Regions from separate parts of the Mus musculus genome. Here region 2 is linked to region 1. A link is a contact called in public Hi-C data. All regions are on one chromosome and are shown on one strand. Each heading gives the region's core, a stretch centred on a gene start, on an enhancer-like site or on the middle of the called end of the contact. The rest is flanking DNA. Distances are from core to core; before and after follow the strand shown. Region 1 overlaps Runx1 (runt related transcription factor 1). Region 2 overlaps Runx1 (runt related transcription factor 1).

Evidence for each region. Hi-C and Micro-C count contacts between places; a contact is called where the count stands out from the background.
Region 2: a contact with region 1 is called in a Hi-C map of the G1E-ER4 cell line, with 4 times the contacts expected there. The contact joins two enhancer-like sites. A contact is called at or near these places in 1 of 39 promoter capture datasets (erythroid cells), 5 of 15 datasets of contacts at CTCF or cohesin (CD8 T cells, the G1E-ER4 cell line, large pre-B cells and 2 more), 39 of 484 Hi-C or Micro-C datasets (3T3-L1-derived adipocytes, B cells, the C10 cell line and 27 more), 17 of 115 datasets of contacts at active chromatin or transcription factors (the 230-238 cell line, DN3 thymocytes, the HPC-7 cell line and 13 more) and 5 of 9 other capture datasets (adipose tissue, embryonic stem cells, liver and 2 more).

What each region holds. Positions count from the first base shown.
Region 1 is chr16:92,799,489-92,803,427 of GRCm38.p6, reverse strand. The region is part of intron 2 of Runx1 (runt related transcription factor 1); the gene reads left to right. Among named protein-coding and RNA genes, the nearest start is that of Runx1, 25 kb to the left of the region's middle. RefSeq lists enhancers at 1,544-1,778, 1,400-1,932. Within about 2 kb of position 1,672, at least 132 of the 459 cell types and tissues checked have an H3K27ac peak or open chromatin away from gene starts, as enhancers often do. A contact at or near this core is called in the G1E-ER4 cell line, where this site is marked.
Region 2 is chr16:92,699,718-92,703,656 of GRCm38.p6, reverse strand. The region is part of intron 2 of Runx1 (runt related transcription factor 1); the gene reads left to right. Among named protein-coding and RNA genes, the nearest start is that of Gm30281, 61 kb to the left of the region's middle. Within about 2 kb of position 1,891, at least 5 of the 459 cell types and tissues checked have an H3K27ac peak or open chromatin away from gene starts, as enhancers often do. A contact at or near this core is called in the G1E-ER4 cell line, where this site is marked.

The DNA of each region.
Region 1 (3,939 bases), core at 423-2,922:
TGAACTTTTCATACCGCCGAGTCCTTGGCTTGACAGTACAAATTTCTACAGCTCACCTGAGAAACCCCAAGTCTGGGGGAGCCCGAAACTCAGTACCTTAATAGTCCTTGTAGCTTCCAAGGTCTTTGAATGACAGTCTGTAACAGGAAGCCCTGACTGTTTGTGGTGATGTCAAAATGGAATCTTGATGTAACTTCAGGCGTACACGGAGCATCTGGTAGTTTTTGTGTCTTCTCGCTGGTGAGCAGTCCAAACACAGTGGATTTCCTAGTCGGCTTCCTCAGTTCTCCACATAGGACACTGCTAATTATATGAAATTCAGGGTATTCATTTTTTTTAAAGTTCAGGCCACAGTGCTAGGCTTAATTTGAGAACAAGTTAAGCTTTGGGATCTAAAATTTGGAATCTAAATTCTGAGCCATTAACTACAACCCAGTTTCTGTAAAACTATGTCTGTGAAGATCCGCATGGAAGACACGTCTGCTTCCCGGGACAAACAGGGTTCTGGCTCGGCTGCACAGCTCGGAGTATTTTCTGTCAGATCCTACCATCTTTTGGATGAAAGACTGATCTGGGTTCTCCCGTTTCTGAAGGCGTTCCCAGCTAGGATTTTTAAAAAGATTTTATTATTGTGTGTGTGTGTGTGTGTGTGTGTGTGTGTGTGTGTGTGTGTGTGTGTGTGTGTGTGTGTTTGTGGATGTGTGTGTGCATGAATGTAGATATCTGTACTCCTGTGTGTCTGTATGTGTGGTGTGTGCATGAACGTATGTGTGTGTGTGTGTGTGTGTGCTTCATGTGTATGTGTGTTTCTGTGTATATATGTGTGTGTTTCTATGTCTGTGTGCGTGTACGTGCCTGTGTGAGGGCACATGTACTCTCGTGTCTTTATGTGACTGCAGATACCCTCAGAGGCCAGAAGTACCTAATTACTCTGGAGCTGGAGTTAGAGGCAGTCTTGGCTACCTGAGGTGGATGCTGGGAAGAGAACTCTGGTCCTCTGGAAGAACACTAAGCACTCTTCACAGCTGAGTCATCTCTCTAGCTGAGATTTTCAAATCCCTTCCCTGCTTCAAACTCCCGTTCCTTCTAGAACATAAAGAAACTCCATTTCCCATTAACAAAGTAGCTCTCATAAAACCAGGGAATAAATTCACACACACACTCTCCCATCCACTATATCCTTGTGCATCCTTAAGCATTTTCATGCTAACAGCCCTAGCACTTCCCATCTTAGGACTGGTTGGTCTGTGGACCAGAGGATCAGCACTTGGTGGCTCTCAAGTGTTCTGCACAGGCATTCAGAAGCAAGCTTCTCCATGCCCAAGCTGTCCATCCCCTTATAGTTGGAACTCTTAGCCTTGGGACCCATGCAGAGGTGGGGAGTCCATTTAAGTCTGGTGGGGGTGGGAGGTGTAAGTTCCACCCCCACCCTTCCTGACACGCTCCTGAACCCTGGCCACTGCACCTGCTAGGTTCTCACTTCTCTGGGAAGCATCTAGAAACAGGACCTCTCACCCACCCCTCCCGGCTGGGCTCTAGGGTGGGGCCCTCACTACCTCTTTTCTTCTCAAAGAGCCTGGGATGCTGACAGCCTCAGATGGAGGCATCCTGTTTGTCGAAAAATAAACCGGCAGTTGAAGCCGGGTTGCAAGAGCGAGAAAACCGCAGGCCTGCGCGCCACTGATAACGTGGGCAGCTTGCTTTTGCAGCAGTTCCTAGCTGCAGCGGCCCTGTGAAGGCCTGTGTCACCGCCTCCCTTCCTGTCTCCTCCTCACACCATCCCTCCATCGCTCCTTGCTGGCTCTACCAGCCACTTGCTGGACCCTTCAGCCACTGGGACCATTGCTTTCCATAAAAAACTCCTTAGTGCAGTGCAGAGCTGATCAGAGGGTAGCAGGGAACCCTGACGCCTGATGGGTTGCTGACACCTGGGGGGGGGGGGCGCTACGGGAGTCGGGGGAATGGCAAGGCTTGCAGACCCTGGTCTTGAACTAAACTGTCTTGAAAATGACACATTTGGAACCTAGAGTTCTTGTCTTTCTGCGTCATGGGCTATTGTGACCTGGTTTTAATAGAGGAGAGAGGGAGGGAGGCAGAGAAGGAGAAAGAGACAGAGACACGGAGGAAGACAGAGACAGGCAGAGACGGACAGAGAGACAGACAGACACAGACAGAGGCACACAGTCAGACAGAGACACACAGAAAGATGGGCACAGAGAGCTGAAATACCAGATTCAAAAGCAAAGGGGACACCAGAGTCCAGCATGGAGATAGTTTTCCTTCTTGGAGTCATGTGCCCTGGCCTGGTTCCACGATGTGAATAACTGCGTGCCCATCTTCCTTCCCCTTTCAGGGGGTATTAAAAGCTCTTCCCCATTTGCCTGTTATCAGATAAGCTAGGCAGATGAGAAGTCAGTGGGTAACCGCTGGTATGACCACAAACTCACTGGGAACCAAACAGCTTGACCCTCCGAAGCAGAGAGTGGTATTGAGAATCAACAGGAAAGCTGCCTTCTTGGCTCCATAGGACCTACTTCTCAAAGTAGTGACAGTCAGTGTGGTGGTTACAACCTATAATCCCGGCTTTGAGGAAGCTGAGGCAGGGGAATTGCAATGACTCTGAGGCTGTGGTGGACTACAAAGTGGACACAAACATACACACACATGCACACACATGTGCACACACACACACACATATATACACACACATATGCACACACACAACCACTTAAGTGGACATCTTATGTCACAGCAAATGGCATCTAAGAGCTGATGTTAAATCATCCAAGAAGGGGCCACTGAGCAACACATGATGGCATCCCCTTTATCGCCGAGGGCCTTCTGGATCCTGACACCTAAGTTAGAGTTTCAAGTTCACCTTTGCTATTCTAGAGAACACGGGGAAAAGACCACCAATACCCTTCATCACTGTCTGTGTGTATCTGATGAATAAAAAGCCAGATAAATATGTTCTTACAACAGAAGGGGGACCAGAGGGAGGGCAGTGAGGTAAGGGGATTTGGAGAGTGCTAGAGATAAATATGAGCAAAATACTATATACATATACATGCACACATACACATATACACATATACATATACATGTGTGTTTATATACATAGAAATGTCATCGTGAAACCTGCTATTTTTATGCTAACTAAAGATTAATAACAAAAACAAAATTAACAAGGTGGTTGGAGAGACGGCCCAGTGGTTAAGTGTGTGCTGCTCTTACAGCTCCCCGCACTCACCCAGCAGCGCACAACCGCCTGCAATTCATATCAGGGCACCAACGCCCTCTACTGGCCTCTTGATGCACTGCTCTCACAAGGTGCACAGACACATATGCTGGCACTCATTCATACACATAAAATAAAAGTACAGAAATCGTGGTTGGGGGGAGGAATCCAGCCTATTCTTAAGGGCTTCTAGAAAAGCCCTGTGATTTTCCCATCCCCTCCTCCAGGAAGGTCTTTAAAATGGACCTCAATTCTGCTGAGCAAGTCCCCTGAGTGGCTGGCGCTGTGCATGGCTCTCCTCTGTACATGTCTGTCCTTTGGTGTGTTTCTCCCCACGGCCTCACTCTGGAGTGGCTCTCCTCATCTAACTTCTGCTGAGATATCTGCACCTAGCCAGGATACCCAGGCATCTCTGTACAGTTGCTAGCACAGACACTGGTAATAAACAGCTTAACTTGACAATCCTGAAGGAGCAAGGATTCAGGCCAAAGAATGTCCGTGTCTTAGGGGTGGAGAGAGTGTGTCTCAGCTCTGTTGTCACATGAGATGGAGTCCACTGGGGAAACCCAGCTGTCTCGTGAGATGAGTGTAAGACGTGGGACATCCTGAAGGATGCTTGGATGCTTCAGGTAACACGGAGCCCAGTTGTAAGAACGCTAAGGAAGGGGTTGTCAGGGAGTGACCCAAACTATCTCATTACT
Region 2 (3,939 bases), core at 642-3,141, 100 kb after region 1:
TCTCGTCTCTCTCCAAGCCCCAGGGTGGCATCTTCCCCAGCTCCTGGAGGTGGAAATCCCTTCATAATTCCACAGGTTTGCCTTTATCTATAAGTGTCTGTTCACTGAGTTCAGCCAGTTTCCCTGTGTCCTCAAGCTGATGTCACCCAAGCGCAGAAAGTTCTTCACAGTAACACACAGTCCTCTCCAAGCACAGTCGCTTTTGCCACGTTGGCTTTTCTCTAAGAATTGTCGAAGTATTAAGTGTATACATAGAGATCTGCGCTCCAGTCTGCTTTTCCAACCACTCAGCCTGAGATGGAGAGGTGTCTCTGGGTCTCAAGAGAGAATGTCCAGGGGGTTGGCTCTACCAGGTCTCTGGAATAAATTTACCTGTCCTAGTCAGTCCTACTGGGTCAGTCTGTTAGGTCCAATGCTCACCAGTTAGAACCAAGCTTGCCTTAACTTCTGAGTCCATTTGTTATTTCTTACCTCATCTTACCTTAATAATTAGTGCAAATCGTTCTGTCCCTACTGTGTTCAAAAAAAGGAAACTTTATGGAGCTTTTTTATGCCCTTGTAAACCAAGATCTTTTAAAAATTATTTTAAGGTTGTTCCTTGGAGGCCACACATTTAAGTCCCTCAGTCTGTCATTAGAAGGCAGCCCTGTGGAAGCCTTTCCTATTTTATTTGCTCTTTTTTGCTTTTGCAAAAAATATATGACTGTGGAGCTGCAAACCTTGACCTCCTGCCTATTTAAACAGCGTCTGGAAATCTGAAGTAATTAGCTCTCTTCTTCTTCCTCTTCTTCTTCTTCTTCTTCTTCCTCTTCCTCTTCCTCTTCCTCTTCCTCTTCCTCTTCTTCTTCTTCTTCTCCTTCTCCTTCTCCTTCTCCTTCTCCTTCTCCTTCTCCTTCTCCTTCTCCTTCTCCTCCTCCTCCTCTTCCTTCTTCTTTCTCTTAGTCTTCCTCCTCCTCCTCTTCCTCCTCTTTCTCTTTCAGTTCGTCTTCCTCTTCCTGTTCTTCGTCCTCTTCCTCTTCCCATTCCTCCTCTTCCTTTCCCTTCTCCTCCTCTTCCTCCTCCTCTTCTTCCTTCTTCTTCTTCTTCTTCTTCTTCTTCTTCTTCTTCTTTTTCTTCTTCTTCTTCTTCTTCTTCTTCTTCTTCTTCTTCTTCTTCTTCTTCTTCTTCTTCTTCTTCTTCTTCTTCTTCACAACATCGTTGATAAGCCGTCTTGTCCTGCTATGGAATGTGACTACCCAAATCCTAAGGCATTGAGACCGACCATGTGCCCTTACTGTCACTGGGTGCTGACCACTGTCAGTGTACAAAGCTAAGGAAGGGTAATTTCTAACTCACATTATCTGTAAATACTCAAGGGAATGAGCACAGTTTTGGTGTGGGCTTCCCTGTACCTTAGAAGCAGCAGACTGCTGGGAGGAAAGTGTCTTCCTGGGATCTTAGCATATGCTGATGATTTCCAACAATATTTAAGGCTGTGACATTTCAAGAACGAGTGGTGTCAATGTAAACAAACTGCTTTCCTAGCTGAAAAGAGGAAGGGAGAGGGAGGGGAGGGAGGAGGGAACCAACCAAGGGGGAGGTGTTTCTGAAATGATCTACCACTAGAGGAAAGCAATTGGAACACAGAAGCACCAGGTAATCTCTTTTAGAAAATGTATTCTGAATTGTTTATTTGGATAAACACTGGCTTTAAGGAAATAAATTGTTGGAATGATATTCAGATTTTTTTTTCTCCTTGTGCTTAGCCTCTGCCATGTTACTGATTTTAAAACCATTTTGTATTAAGCTGGGATTTGGTTTTAATCTCAACTGGAGTTCTGAGTCATCCCCAGAGCTTTAGTAAATACTTCACATGTGTTCATGCATGCAGCTAATTCATGTGTTTGTGCATGCAGCTCAGAGCTCCTGAGACACGGAGATTCCGAATTCTGAATCCAGCACAGACAGGAAGCGCACAAAGCCGCGCTCTAGACAGATCACAGTCCACTTACGTGGTGATTGACTATTTTAATTTTGTGCCAATGATGATGGATTTATTTGGACGGTGATATAAAACTCCCAGTGCTCAAAAAGATGGCAAGTGATGAAATAGGAAAAGTAAAAGAATTCAGTAGAGAATCTGTTTTTTTTTTTTTTTTAAGCTGGCAAGTAATGGAATTATTATGAAAATTTTAGCTTTCTGTTTATTCACGGGCTTATTTTTATTTTCTATTATTTTGGAGTGCATACATAAAGTGAATCCTAGAGAGGCTCATGGTGTGTTAGAGTCCAATTTATATTTTAATGAAGTATATATTCATATACACATATATGTATGGTTGTCTATTGATGTGTTTCTATATATACTTTATGATATCATTTTGCCAAATAATTAAAGCTTTTTTGCTGATTCAAATATACTTAAAAGGAGCAATCCATATTGTAGCTGTCATACCACATAAAATACCCCAATGAAATCTTAAATGATACCTTCAGCTCTATGGCGTTCACCATTCACACATTCTGCTGTTATTAAATGACTGTGTGACTCTCTGAAAAAAATGTGGCTTGGCTTCCGTCAACTATGACAGAGTTTATTACACTTGTCAGAGCAACGGTGACGCAAAATTTTATGAGGACAAAATGTTTACTAAGCACCACGAATTTTGTGGGAAAGGGAGAAATATTTTCAATTTGCTCCTTGTAAGTTATACAGGGGTTGGGGGGGAAAGGTATGAAGCTAGAATTGAGTGTCCCCCCAGCACAGCATAGAAATATTCAGAGAGGAAGGATACGGTGCAAGAATTGAGGAGTTTGGTCCTAAACAATAGTAAACAAATGTGAAAAGTGACATAATCGTGCAGGTTCTTCACCTGAGAGAAAAATGTAAGTTCCAATGTCGAGAGCCAGACAGCGTGGACAGCTGCTCGCTTATGTAGTGGTTACTGCTCACTGGGATAGCTCAGTGCCTGTGAAAGGACCAACTGCAAGGAGTTGGTCTAAAACTACAGTACACTCAGAGGAGGAGGGGGAGGGGGAGGAGGAGGGGGAGGAGAAGGAGGAGGAGGAAATAACTTTAAAACTATTACATGCTTAGAATCTGATTTAGATAGAGTATTATATTGGAAGGGTAATTTTGATTTAAGAGAACTATTATATATTTTGGAGATGATTTCATAGAATAAGCACACAAAACTTTCAGTTTTCTGAGACCACTTACAGTTAGCCAGTCACGTAAGGATGTAGAAGAATAAGTCAATAAAACCGCTCCGCCCTCCATTGAAATGGTTGCCTGCCTCTCACTGAACCAAACACTACTTTTAAAATTCATGGTAGAAAGTCCAAATCCTGTTGTGCTCACTTTTAAACTTCCCCAGCAACAAATTTGTCAGACTGTCACACAGTAGCAGCTTAAACAAATCTTTCCCTCGCAGTTTTTTTCCTTTTTTTTTTTTAATCATGTAAATTTTAGTGTCACTCTGGGGGAAGCCTGGAAGTGAAAGTTGTAAACCTTTCCTTTAGCTCTTGGTGAGGCAAGCGAGAGAAAGTGTGCATTGACAGTGAAATGCGCACTCTGGGTGGGAAGGAATTCCTCATTTCCCTCTCCCGCTGCAGGACTTGCATGAACTCTGTCCAAAGCCGCAAGGACTGCGCGTTCATGGTGCCCCTCGGTAGAGTCCCAGCTGCGCGCTTGCTGATTGCTATTTTGCAGCAAAGACGGGGCGATGATTTTGTTTGTCTGTGTTTTTCAAGTGCGTGTCAAGTGGCTCAGTGACAACCCACACAGGTCCAGGGATGCCCGAGGCCGGATTTTTGCAGTTTTTCGTTGCTTTATCCTGATCGAGCTTCGAACTAACTGAGTTACTAGCAGTAACTCAGCTGAGCAGCGCTCAAGGTGCGAACCTTGAAAGCCAAACTTGGTGCCTGTGTTCATGTAACTGTCTTTCCTAGGCTTCTGCC